3 separate regions of the Mus musculus genome follow, and all the other regions are linked to region 2. The links are chromatin contacts, called in public HiChIP or PLAC-seq and promoter capture Hi-C maps. All regions are on one chromosome and are shown on one strand. Each heading gives the region's core, a stretch centred on a gene start, on an enhancer-like site or on the middle of the called end of the contact. The rest is flanking DNA. Distances are from core to core; before and after follow the strand shown.

Region 1 (4,244 bases), core at 828-3,327, 520 kb after region 2:
TTGTTTTATGTATATGAGTACACTGTAGTTCTCTTCACACACACCAGAAGAAGGCATCAGACCACATTACACATTACAGGTGGTTGTGAGCCACCATGTGGTTGCTGGGAATTGAACTCAGGACCTCTGGAAGAGCAGTCAGTGCTCTTAACCGCTGAGCCATCTCTCCAGCCCAAAGTTGAGAATTTTTGCAATTTGGGTGACACTAAAGAATATCCCTGGGGGCTGGTGAAATGGCTCAGTGGGTAAGAGCACCCGACTGCTCTTCCGAAGGTCCGAAGTTCAAATCCCAGCAACCACATGGTGGCTCACAACCATCTGTAACATGATCTGACGCCCTCTTCTGGAGTGTCTGAAGACAGCTACAGTGTACTTACATATAATAAATAAATCTTTAAAAAAAAAAAAAAAAGAATATCCCTAAGAGTCTTCTCTTCCCAACAAGAAGTTTTTTGTTGACTAAAGTCTCCTGTCAACTATATTAAGATGTATGGTCATAATATTAGAAGTAACTGTGTAGGTTTTTGTAAGGTTTTGTTGATAGAGGGAGAAAGATCTTCCTTAAGGGAACTGACATGGGGTTATAGTGTAAGAAGAAGCACATTAGGAGCTATGGATATTGCTTTGTGGTAAGACACTTATCTCATGTGCCAAGGATTTGTTCAACCTCCAATACTAATAAAAAAGAAAGGAAAGAAAGAGTGTGTCTCATTTAATGGCTATTGGGAAGGTAGCCCAAGTAAAATAATTCTACTACTAATAATTAGCATATATGGACCATTAATACTTTATTTTTTTGTTTTTCAAGACAGGTTTCTCTGTGTATCCCTGGCTGTCCTGGAACTCACTTTGTAGACCAGAGGTTGGGGAGACGTGTGCATGTGTATGTGTGTTTTGTCCAGGAGTAGTTTTCTCCCTCTATTTTGAGGATCCTGGGGAAGAGACTCAGGTCAGCAGGCTTGGTGGCACAGTGCCTTTACCCACTGAACTATCTCACTAGCCCTCAGTCTTTTAGTTATGGTACAGATTTGTCTTAGTTTGCTTTACATTGCTGTGATAACACAGCATGACCAAAAACAACTTGTAAAGTAAATAATTTATTTGGATTACAGGTTATAGTATGTCGTCATCAGGTGAAGCCAAGCCAGGAAATGGAGCAGAAATCACGAAGGAATGTTACTTACTGGCTTGCTTTCCATGGCTTGCTCAGCTTGCTTTTCTATACAATCCAGAACCTGCTGCCCAGGGGTGGTACCTCCCACAGTGGGCTGGGCCATTCTACAGCATCAACCAAGAAAATGCCCCCACAGATTGCCCGTGGGCCAATCTGATGGAAGCAATTCTCAACTGAGGCTTCCTTTTCCCAGATGACTCCAGCGAGTGTCAAGTGCGCGCGCACGCGCACACCAGCACAAGGGTCATTTTCCAGTATGCCGCCCCACAACCCTATTCTGTCATTCGTTTCCGCAATGGAAGTATCCCACTGCCAATTCCAAACCACTCCAAGAGTTTAACCAGAGAAATGGAAGAAGCCGCACTAGCTGGAAAATGAATAGAGTCTTAAAATCAACCATAATCCGAATTCTCTAGTCACGGGGCTCCCTCTAGGTTTATCCTGTCAAAGAGGACAGCTCGGCCCAAACTCAGCAGGGCGTAACAACCTCGGAAACACAGAGCCTAGAGAAGACGTGTTCGGTCCCCAGGCTGAAAAACCCATCCCCACCTTTACCACCATCCAGACTTCCGCTCAGCATAAGAACCGCCACCTTTCCAGCCTAGCAGGGGAGATTCGACCCTGGCCTAGAGCTGCCCCTTCCACCGCAGCTTCCTCCCGAGGGGGTGGAGCGCTCACCTGCTCGATGGCGAGTTGCACCTCTGGCGTGAGCTGCAGCACAGCCTCCAGCTCCTCCACAAACTCCAGTTCCTCCTCCTCCATCATCCCGCCGCTCAGCCCCCGACGCCCTCTCCAATCCTGCTCGCGACCTGTCTGTCACCAGGACCCCAGAAGAGCAAGCCTCCAGGTACGGGGCTCGAGGGAGCCGCTACTTACTCGGCTAGCCTGGCACTTCCGGAGAACTGGGCACTTCCGGGAACCGGGGGACTCTGGGATAGCGGAGGACTGACTTCCGCAGGCATGGCTGTCAAGTCCCTGGAAAATCTCCAGACAACCCTTAACCTCAAGTTCCCTGTTCGCACGCGGCGGGTTCTTAAGATTGAAAGCCCTCTCTTCTTCGCCCAGGGCGCATCCCCCACCAGCGCCGTAGTGTCGCCCGGGCGCCCCAGAGAGCGGTAGCCACGGCAGTGTCCCAATGGATGGGCAATAAGCCCCGCTGGCCATGAAGCCAACGTGCAACCCGCTCGCTGGATCCCCTTGGTCTAGGGCAGTCTGTGTCCCCCTGCCATCGGGAGTGAAATGACCCCAGCTGGTAAGTGGCAGTGTTGCCAAAGACATTTGAGGTTTGGGAGAGCTTCTGCTCCTTAGATAAGGATCTACTGGGCAGAATTGTCTGAAGCCTCCTCGCTAGGGTGGGGAGTAAGGAGAAAAGCGACCCAACGCTGGGAAGTGTTTGGTTTTTGAGACCGAATGTCCGGGCTGTACATCCTTATTTACACCCTTGATAACCTTATGATCTTGAACAAAGTATTCCCATCTGCCCTGCTTACACTACGTTAGATGGGGTGACATTAAATATGGAAGTATTATGCAAACTTAGGCAGGTAGTACAGGAAATGTTAGGGTGTTTAGCCGCGTACATTACAAAAAGAGGAGCCAGATAGCCCTGTGGAACCGCTTTTCCAGCAGGCACTGGAACAATGATGGAATTGCAGCCAAGGGAAGGGTTGCCTTACCAGTTCAACATTGTGAAAACCTCGACAGAGGAGTATCTGGCCCTGCTGAACTTTTTTTTTTTTTTCCGTACATATAGTTTTATAAAAATTGCTTCAGGAATAATATAATTTGCTTTTTTTTTTTTAGTTTTTAAAAAACATTATAGTTTTAGGAATGGAATTTTATTGTTGTTTTAGTTTGCCCCCCAAAAATGTGTGAGTAGTATAAGTTTTAGCAACAGCAACAAAAGAATGCTTTAAAATATAATTGCAGGAGGACTGTGAGAGACATCAAGATGGCTCAGCCAGTAGAGCATTTGCCCTCAAGCCTGATGCTTGAATTCATCCATCGAACCCACATGTTGATAAGAGAGTTCTAACTTCCACAAGTTACCCTCTAACCTCCACACATATATTATTGACTCATAAAAGTATTATTTTGACAATTATTTAATGACATAGCGATATATGCACAGTGTATTTCAGAAAGCAGAATATTTATTTCTGAGAGCAAAATTGGCTGGGTGTGATGGTACAAGCCTATAATCCCAACACTTGGAAGGTGAAGAGTAGGTGGATAAGGAAAATGTACTGTCTCAACCAAAAGCAAATGACAGGGAAATATATTTTTTCTTTATTTTCCCACACATCTACAATCAACATATGGTACTTTTTTTTGTGTTTGTTTGTTTGTTTGTTTGTTTTTCAAGACAGGGTTTCTCTGTGTAGCCTTGGCTGTCCTGGAACTCACTCTGTAGACCAGGCTGGCCTCGAACTCAGAAATCTGCCTGCCTCTGCCTCCCAAGTGCTGGGACTAAAGGCATGCGCCACCACTGCCCAGCTTTTTTTTTTTTTTTTCTCCATATGGTACTTTTATTATCAGAAACCATAGGTGCTGTCTGGATGTGGTGGCACATGCCTATAAATACCAGGATTCTGGGACCTGAAGCAGAAAGATGGAGAGTTTGAGGCTAGCTGGACTATGTAATGAAATTCTGTCTTAAAAATCAAAAAACAAAGGCTGGCAAGATAGCTGAGCCATTAAAGATGCTTGTTGTTCTTCCAGAGGATCCAGGACTTAAGTTCAGTTTCCAGCACCTTCATTGAGCAGCTGGCCACCGTGGAACTCCAGCTCCAAGGCATCAGACATCCCCTCCAGGAACACCCACACACAAGATGCACATATACATAATTTAAAAATAAAGGGGACAGAGAGATGGCTCAGCAGTTAAGAGCACTGGCTGATCTCCCGGACGACCTGGATTCAATTCCCAGCACCCACATGGTGGCTTACATCAGTCTGTAACTCCAGTTCCAAGGGAGCCAGCACCCTTTTATAGCTTCCTTGGACACCAGGCATGCACACGGTCTACACATATACATACAGGCAAAACACCCATACACGAAGAATTAAG
Region 2 (4,264 bases), core at 1,314-3,813:
AGGGCCACTGGATGAACCAGTTCTGCTGTCAGCCCCGCTCCCCATAGTCCCAGTACACATCCGGGTAGGAAGAGCCCCAGCGGTGCTTTTAGGGATTAAGTCTTGGGTCACTCACTGGCTTAAGGTGTACTCTAGCCTGAAGCCAACCTTAAGCCCAGGGCCATGCTGTGGGGTCCTCGAGTGTTCCCCAGTTGCCACCCCTAAACATCAGTGGTCACACTACACAGGTTTCTGTCCTAGGTCACTGAGGAAAACTGTGCAGTCCTGTTAACTGTTGGGAGGGATCAGAGCAGCACTACCTTAGTTGTTTCAAAGCGGTCCTGGGTTTCAGTTCCATTCCTCGTACAAGTCTAGAAATCTTGAACGAACAAGGCTTCTCACCTACCTACTCTCAGTTCCCCCTTCTAAAATAGGATAACAACATAACTCATGGTGGTACGTCCGGCACTGACGGGAGTGACATAAGCTAAGAACACAGGAAGCGCCTGGCATGGCGGTGTCCCTCACACCCTTGGTTCCTCACTTCACTTCCCCTCTCTGGACTCACGCTCCTGTCCAGAGAGGTGGAGCAGGCTAGAAGTAGATGCCGGGACTGTGGCTGGCCTCAGGCCCGGAGGGCGGCGGCTACACGCCCTCCTTCCGATGCGGGGCGGTGGCTGCGGGGGCGCCAGCGGGCATCCTAGGAATGCGGCTGCGCCGCTCGGGATGGGTGAAGTCCGTCGGACCCCTCCACGCGCGGATTCCCCTCATTCCAGCCGCTTGACGCGGCGGGGCGGGACGGGGCGGGGCAGGGCGGGCACTGCGGCCTCGAAGCCCCTCCCCTTTCAGTGCGCTCCTCCCACCAAGACTCCTCTGGCTGGAGAGGGAGCTCAATGAGGCCGCGGTAGGGGGAGGGGAGCGAGCCCATGCTAGTGCTGGGGACTCCAAGCTCTCCCACCTCAGGTCTTCTAATGCTCTGGGGTGGACTGAAGGTCGTATCCTCTCTATGCTTTTAAACCTGGGGGCATCGTAAAGGGCGCTCCCCTTTGCCCTGTCTTTCACCCATCTTCCACCTGCAGCACCCATTCCCCTGGCCCGCTCCAAAGGGCTTCGTTCCCCAGCTGGCGCCGCACACCACCCCCACCCCCGGGTTGTGGCTCGAGCTGTTGTTCACGAAGTAATGAACCATCCTTCCCCTTGAGGCCGCAAGGCAGCACCTGTCGCAGACTCACCTCCTCCCCAGGGAGTCCCCGTCCAAGGGGTGGGGCGCTTTGGTGCTTTGGGTTCTTACTCCCCCTATCCTCCCTAGACCAAGTGTATACCCTCGGTATATGCTTCAGGTTCCTTACAAAGGGCGAGGAATAGATAAGGCACTTGAGAACCCTTTGCAAATGGTAGATATAGGGGCGGACGCTTTCTTCACTAGACAAGAAGATTGGACTCTCCCCCAAGTCCCTCAGTGCGTGTAGAATGAAAGAGGAAGAGGGTAGTAGTGGTGTTGATGGCTTGGTCAGTGCTTCATTTCAGGCAACCCAACAATTCTGGCAAGTATCAGCCAATCGGCCTCTTAAGGCACTTACTCATGATCATCATCCTGCTAGTAAGCAAAGGCCAGGCTGGTTTTGTTGTTGTTGTTTTGTTTTACCGTAGACATCCATATGCCACAAGAGGTGGCAACTGACCCAAAGTCCACTCCACTCCTCTCACACACTCTTCTCGGGCCTAAAAAGGGCTGATGTCGTCAGAGAACCAGCGAGGGTGCTGGACAGACAAGGAAGACAGCTGATGGCCTGTGTTCAGGGAAGAGCGGAGATCCAGAGGGAAGAGAAAGAAGGGAAGAGAGGAGAGGAGCCCATGGGGCAGGGCACTGAGTCCGGAGGATATTCAGGCTGGAACATAAGGTTATTGGCTGCACACGTAGGAAAGTCAGAAGGGTGCTGCCTACTCGGCAAACAGGCTTCTTTAGGGGTCATGCTGGGTCAAAAAGGGCACCCTGCTCTGACCCTAGGATTTGTTTCTTAGCTAGGGAAGAGATCTTTCAAGAGATGTTTCTCTTCTGGCTCTCTTGGCACAAGTTTGTAATCTTAGTACTCAGGAGGCTGAGGCAGGAGGCATCTTGAGTTCCAGGCCAGATTGGGCTCCGTAAAGAGACCCTGTCTCAAACAATTTCTTTTCTAAGGATTTAAAGAATGGAGCCAGTCCTTTGGGAGTGTGTATGGGGGTGGACAGTGTCCCGTACAGAGGCTCCGCCTGTCCCGGGGCGCCGGCCGTATTTGGACATTTCGTTCTATTTTTAACTTTCCCGGGACTCGAGGTTGGGGGTGGGGAGAGAAATCCTGCTTCCCCGGTGACCCACGGGCTTCAGCCCTCGTCTCGCGCGGGGTGTCCAGCCCCGTGCTGTAGACACGAGCCCGGAAGTGAGTTCCGGAGCTGTGTAGACGCGGCGGCCGCGCGGGTTCCGGGCCCCACCCTGGAACTAACGACGTTCCTCCTGGAAAACCTGACTCAGGCGGAGCCCGCGGCACGCAGGAGGCCCCGCCCCTCGCGCGCCCCCTCTTAGGTCCCGAACCCCCTCCCACCCAGCCCGGCCAGGCCGGCTGCAGTGGGTCCTAGGGTCGGGACTCCGAGCCCCCTGAGCCAAGGGGCCTGCAAGGGGCGGTGCAGGGGGCGGGCTGGCCCCTCCCTCGGTTACGCCGCGGCCGAGTACAGACCAAGAGGCGCGGGCAGCGGAGCGGGGCGCCGGGTCCGGCAGGATGCGCTACCGGGCATCGGTGAGCATGGGCGCGGGCAGGTTTGGGGTCCAGGGTATCTCTCGGTGGCCCGCGGCGCTCCAGGGCCGGCCTTGAAGCGGGCGCGGCCCAGGAATTTCGGTGGAAGATGTCCCTGAAAGTTGCTAGAACAGGAGGCCGAGGCGGAGAGGGCTGCAGAACGCTCGAACCCAGGACCATGTGGTCGCCCCTGGTGATGGCTAAGACCCCTCCCACTTGAGGACCAGGGGGCGTTGGCTGCGGTGGTGTTTGGCAGCAGCTTCGGGCTGGGTGGGTCAGGGGTGGGCAGGTCTGAGGGAGACAGGCCCTGGACTTGAGGGGTGACGGAGAAGCAGAGAACTGAGCAACTAGGGCTAGAAACCAGGGTCAGGGGAGACTTGGTGACCTCCCTGGAATTTACAGCGGCTCCCAGTACCTTCCTCTTCCTTGACACCCCCCTACCCCAGCATTTTCTAGATCTGCAGGCCCTCTTTGAAAGGAAAGCTCTGCTTAAGACGCGGCTTGAGGGTCTAGCTAAGCCTGTACCTGCCCCACCCTTGGGTGGCAGCTGGGTTTCCCCTGGGAGAACCCTCCACCTCCTGAGGCTTCTCAACGGTGGAGGAGCTGCGGGAGGAGGGGGGGCGGGGGGGGAAGCCTAGCAGCTGGAGAGGAGGGAGTGGCTCCAGTTGAGGGAGGGCAGGCCACCCGCTTCTGGGGTGGGCATCAAGTCCAGCTGAGGTGGTGGCCCATGGGGAAACCCTCTCCTAGGACGTGAGCTCTGGCTTGATCCCTAAACAACTTCTACTTCTGGGAATTTGGGGTGGATGGGAGTTGGAGAGATGGCCCCTCCCTGTCTGCAGAATTCCCTCTGAACCGTTTGTCCTCCAAAGCACCTGTAACACGTAGCTGGGATTTGAGGTCACCTGAACTAACCCACTCCTGTTCTCTGAAGAGGAAGCAGTCCTGAGAAAGGAGGAGGTTTGTCCAAGGTCAACACCAGCATTCTTTCTGCCGTTCCTAGGAGCTCCTTGTCATGTCCCACCTTCCTCAACTCAAAATGCCGCTGCCCTGGATTCCATGCAGTCGTTCAGTGTCTGCTGGGCCCTTTGTGCTCCTATGGGCTGTGTGCATGGTCCATATGTCCCATAGGGTCTCTTATCTGCATTCCAGCATCCTGCAACCCAGCCATATGTCCGGAACATGTTCTGTAGCCTGTGTCCAAAGTGTCCCTGCCTTCTACATCCTGCAGGCAGGGTAGGAAACGAGACTTTAACCTGCAGACTCTGACAGCGTCTTGTGGCTGGTTCCTCACAGGCCCTGGGCAGTGACGGGGTTCGAGTGACCATGGAGAGCGCCTTGACTGCCCGAGACCGGGTAGGGGTGCAGGACTTTGTCCTGCTGGAGAATTTCACCAGTGAGGCTGCCTTCATTGAGAACCTCCGGCGGCGGTTCCGGGAGAACCTCATTTATGTGAGTGCCATGAGCACGGCTGGGCCCAAGGACCTAGGGGAAGGTGGCAGCAGGAACCTTCAGGAAAA
Region 3 (4,695 bases), core at 1,099-3,598, 560 kb after region 2:
TGAAGGTTCTGGCTCTGTGGTAGGAACCAGGAAGTGGACAAAACAAATATTACATCAAGACAGCGGTCACTCATTCACTGAGTTAAGAACTGACATTTAAAGGGAGGCCATGTGGGGGTTTAATCAAGATAATGGATTCAAATCCTAACTCAGTTGTTAAAACATGATGTGACTTTACACTTTACTGAGTCTCCCGTCTGCATACATGAGAATATATGTATGCATATATACATGAGACTATAATCTTCATGGTATGGGAACCACATGACACAGGACATACACTAATCACACTTTTGTAACTATTCTGGTATTGTTACCTTTTTGAAGCATCTCCCAGGTATGGAAGAATTGGATGGGTTATATAAGCTATCTTAACCATAATCAGACCATCAAGAGCCTGATTTAAATGCTCAAGTGTTGGCAGGACTAGTCTTGTCAATATTTTGTCTCCTCCAGTGCAGAAACAGACGGGCACAGGTCTTTCCCAAAGTGTATAATCTGGCCTAGAAGCTGAGTGCAACACCTTGTCACGGTCACTGCTAGCTCTCTCCTCAGTCCTCTATGCTCCCAGAAACACATCTGCCCTATTCTCATAGGCCAGAGTCGGCAGCAAAAGTACTGACTCCAGTGAACAGCTGTGGTGGCCTATCCCGTTAGTCCCAGCTCTCTAGTGATGCAGATTTTTATGAGGCAAGCCTGGTCCACGTACTGAGTTTCAGGCTAGCCAAGGCTACATCATGGCTACCATCTCAAACTTCTCCTACCCCCAGGGAAAAAAAAAAATTACTGACACCAGGCAACTAAAAAATCTCCTGGCCACTAACCATTTACTGTCACTGCCTGCCCACCCCAAATCAAGGCTCAGCACTCCCACAAAACCCAGACCTGAAGGCAATCCAGGGTTCTTTCTGTCTCAGGTTGGTCTGCCGGCCCCCGAACACATTTCCTTATAACTGTAAATGACATTTTATTGCATTAGACATCGGCTTAGCAGAGCAAATGTCTGCGGCCAAACATGTGCCTTTCAGAGACTGTGTACATGTGGCTTGAGAAAAGTCCCAGACTCAGCTCATAGCCAGGGGAAACTCAAAGGCTTTTTTTTTTTTTTTTTTTTTTAAATCAGTAGCTGGTGCTAGGAAGTGACTGGTTACTTTGGTAGGCACTGTGCTGGGTGGCATACTTGTATTTTTTTCTGAGATAGGCTCTTGTTATATAGCTGGAACTGGCTTGAAACTATACAGACCAGGTCGGCCTAGAATTTTGAGATCCTCCTGCCTCTGCTTCCAGAGTGCTAGTTAGACATAAGCTACCACACCCAGCTTGACACCTATAAAAATCATGTAATCGTCAAACTAACTTCTTGAGGATTATAACTCCTGTTTTGGAGATGGGAAGCTAGAGGCCCAGGCACAACTTTGCAAGGTGTCTCAACTAGGGAGTCAAGCCTTGGCAGCACTCTTCACAGCTGCAGGGCACGAAACTACCATTCCACACTAAAGAGCTGGCTAGGGACAAAGACATTTCTCCACAGCGTATTATTTGCAAATCTTGGAGTACTTCCCAGGACGGCCTCCTAGTCTTACCCTCTAAAGAGCACACCTAGCAGGGTGGAGAGGGTTGGCAGATGGCCACAGATTTCTATCAACTCCGCCTTACTTCCAGACCTCGCCTAGGAGGATACTCCAAACCAAGCAGCACTCGAATTCGGATTCAAAAAGTGAAATCTCAGGCTGCGCAACTCCTGCTCACAAGAGAGGGGTGGGGGTGGGGTGGTCGCTTTGCGTGAGTCAACGAATGGGGTCCTGTTATGCACGTGGTCGCAAAGAAAACGCCAAGCCTCTGGGAGAAAGACAGTATCAGTATTTTTGCTTTATGCACTAGGCGACCTAATAAGAAACATGTTCACTAACTCGGCAGTCATTTAATAACGAAGAACTCTCCGGACGTCCGTCCCTCCCAGCCCGGCATTTCCGAAACACGTGCAGTAGCCCTGAGCATTTCCAGGAGAATCAAGGCTATATTCGCTCCCGGTTTCCCACTGGGAAGACACTACGAAGGACGGAGGAGGACTCTAGGAGACCGTCATGTGGTGGGGCTACAGGATGGAGGCCGGCCTCGCGACTGCGGGTCCCCCAAAACTCCTCAAGCCCCCAGCCTCCCGAGCACCGTAGGAGCAGTGCAGAGCCTCAGCCTGCCCAGGAGGTGCTTTGGGGGGGTGCGGCCCAGGGGCCGGAGTAGGGAAGTGGGAACCCACCTAGGTCCATGGCGGCGACGCTGGCGGCGGGCTAGACCGCCCCTCCTAGTCCAAGGCCGCGAACGCGTTGCCCGCGCCACGGCACAAAGGGCGGCGCTACAGGCGCGTCACAGGCTCCGCCCACAGCGCTTCTCCGCTTCCGTGCTGTAGTCTGCTAGCCGCTGCCGTTCAAGGCGCACGCGTACTCCTCTCCAACAAGCTCGCAGCGTCGAAGCCACCCTAGCCACAGCGCCCCCTCTCGGCCTAGGCTTCCCAGCCTTCTTAACCACAGGTACTGTTGGCTGTCTCCATGTGGAACCTGACCCCTTCAGGCAAGGAGGTCGAACCCCTTAGTCCAGACCCCTCATTCACCCTCACTCAGGAACCCCGGGCAGCTCTCGCCCCGGATTCACCCACATGGAATAACTTTCCTTCAGCTGTGTACTAACCAGCAGCGGATCCACGGGATTCATCCCCCCCCCCCCCAAGACACACAAAACTCCCTATATGCTTGCTTTTCATGCTGCACTATCTCCTATAGGCAACAGCAGAGTCAACTTTCAGAGCTCATAGGTGCTTTTATAACTTTGAAGGGCAGTCACACTGGAAAAAGCTCTGCGGGGCAGGAGCAATTGAATGGATTCCTGGTCCTCGATTTGTACGTTATTAAACACACAAACGCCCCGTGTTCATCCCACACATTATCTCTTTACCCCTTCTTTCCAAGGCCTAACAATAACATGGTTTGCTTATTTCCAACTTTCTTCTAGTACCCCGCATCACTTAAAAACAGAAGCATTGCCTCTGGTATACCAATGAGCCAAGTGGAGTTTGAAATGGCCTGTGCTTCACTCAAGCAGCTGAAGGGGCCTGTGAGTGATCAGGAGAAACTGCTGGTGTACAGCTTTTACAAACAGGCCACCCAGGGCGACTGTAACATCCCTGTCCCTCCTGCCACAGATGTGAGAGCAAAGGCCAAATATGAGGCCTGGATGGTAAACAAAGGGATGTCCAAGATGGATGCCATGAGGATCTACATTGCTAAAGTGGAAGAGCTGAAGAAAAAGGAGCCATGCTAAGAGCATTTTGGCAGACACAAGGAAGTAGCATGGCTCCACTGGTAGGGGACGGGTTTAAGATTCCTGATGGCTGAAACACACTGAAAGGGTAGCAGCGTTAGCAGAAACACCAATAAATCATTCAAACTGCATGAGAGTGGAGTCTGTGGCAAAAGAGAAACTTTGAGGGTCCTGGAGAAGTATTTAGATGTGTAGAAGCCTCTCTCTGCTGGGTGAAACTCCATTAATCTGCCTTTCTGTGGTCTGACTGGCATTAATAGTCTTCCCAGTTCCACAATGTGTGTGGATATTTGGCAGAAGAGCAAAGAGGTGGGGTGAATCATGCTATTAAAATAACCAGGGGTGGGGGCTTGGATCTGTATTATCAGGGGTTATCAACACACCAAGAACCCAACAGTACAGAGGAGAAAGGGGCTCTGCCTTCTAAAGAGCTAAAGACAAATAGAAAAGCCCTCACCTAGAACACAGGTCCAGAGAAGTTAGGATTTTGATGGAACTCAAACTTTGAGTGACATGGTGAAGTGGGTCATGCATCACGCACAGCAGCTGAGGGACAGGGAAGAAGGGTGGCCTCAGCATCTCAGTGCCTGAAAGAATCACCTAAGCCTTAGCAACCTAAATGTTCTTAACCTAGGTTTCTGCTTGGGGCCCAGTGATGGACGGACACACACATGCACACGCACATGAACGTACGCACGTGTGGCTCATGTAAGTGCCGGTGTCCATCACTACAGAGGCATCAGTGTGCTAAAATTGTGCCCAGAAGTTGGCAAATGAAGTGTTAAAGTAGAATTCTTAACTTCGTGGTAGCATGGTAGTATGTGTCTTGTCTGAAGCAAGCAGTACTTGCCTGGCACCAGGGTTTGCTCTCTAGCAAATCTGGTCATATAACAGCAAGTTTCTCTAGGCAGTTGGGTGGGGGGTGGGAGCTATACTTTGTTTTATGAGATAGGACTTGGCTGATCTGGATTCACTCTATAAACCAGGCTGGCCATCAGGGATCCATCTGATTCTTCCTCCTGAGTGCTGCATTTAAAGTATGAGCCACCATGATGGCTATAAAGTTTATTGTTTATCATTACATTTTTTTTATTGTGTGCACTGTGTGTGTGGGTGTGAGGGTGCCAAGTGTGCATGTGAAGGTCAGAACACAATTCAGAGTTGGTTCTCTCCAACTTTTACATGGGTTCACAGGATCAAACTCAGGCTGCTAGGCTTTCCTGGAAAGCATCTTTACCTACAGGGCTCTTTGTGGGCCCTATGATGGCCATTTTCTCTCTCTCAGTGATGCAGATATAGGCCAGACTAGACCAGATTAAAAGATTGTAGGGAATTGGCTCTAATGCTTTGTTTTAATTCATCTCCCCAAAGCCTTATTTCCAA

What was found. HiChIP or PLAC-seq counts read pairs in DNA pulled down with a chosen protein or histone mark. Capture Hi-C pulls out chosen DNA fragments and counts their contacts.
Region 1: a contact with region 2 is called in an H3K27ac HiChIP or PLAC-seq map of microglia, with 6 times the contacts expected there. The contact joins the promoter of Vps53 here to the promoter of Myo1c in region 2. A contact is called at or near these places in 3 of 39 promoter capture datasets (the SN4741 cell line, cranial neural crest and pre-B cells), 1 of 484 Hi-C or Micro-C datasets (cortical neurons), 8 of 115 datasets of contacts at active chromatin or transcription factors (the NIH/3T3 cell line, astrocytes, bone marrow-derived dendritic cells and 5 more) and 2 of 9 other capture datasets (adipose tissue and liver).
Region 3: a contact with region 2 is called in a promoter capture Hi-C map of adipose tissue. The contact joins the promoter of Gemin4 here to the promoter of Myo1c in region 2. A contact is called at or near these places in 3 of 39 promoter capture datasets (hippocampal neurons, liver and pre-B cells), 3 of 115 datasets of contacts at active chromatin or transcription factors (astrocytes, embryonic forebrain and memory CD8 T cells) and 2 of 9 other capture datasets (adipose tissue and liver).

What each region holds. Positions count from the first base shown.
Region 1 is chr11:76,177,561-76,181,804 of GRCm38.p6, forward strand. Vps53 (VPS53 GARP complex subunit) reads right to left here and starts at 2,078. Exons shown (of 22, transcript NM_026664.4): 1 at 1,853-2,078. The coding sequence starts at 1,939. It also overlaps a transcript of Tlcd3a not described here.
Region 2 is chr11:75,653,452-75,657,715 of GRCm38.p6, forward strand. Myo1c (myosin IC) reads left to right here and starts at 2,564. Exons shown (of 32, transcript NM_001080775.1): 1 at 2,564-2,750; 2 at 4,041-4,196. The coding sequence starts at 2,733.
Region 3 is chr11:76,215,224-76,219,918 of GRCm38.p6, forward strand. It overlaps Gemin4 (gem nuclear organelle associated protein 4), which reads right to left and starts at 2,349. Exons shown (of 2, transcript NM_177367.3): 1 at 2,255-2,349. The coding sequence starts at 2,264. It overlaps Dbil5 (diazepam binding inhibitor-like 5), which reads left to right and starts at 2,390. Exons shown (of 2, transcript NM_021294.2): 1 at 2,390-2,525; 2 at 3,004-3,442. The coding sequence starts at 3,049. The coding sequence ends at 3,312.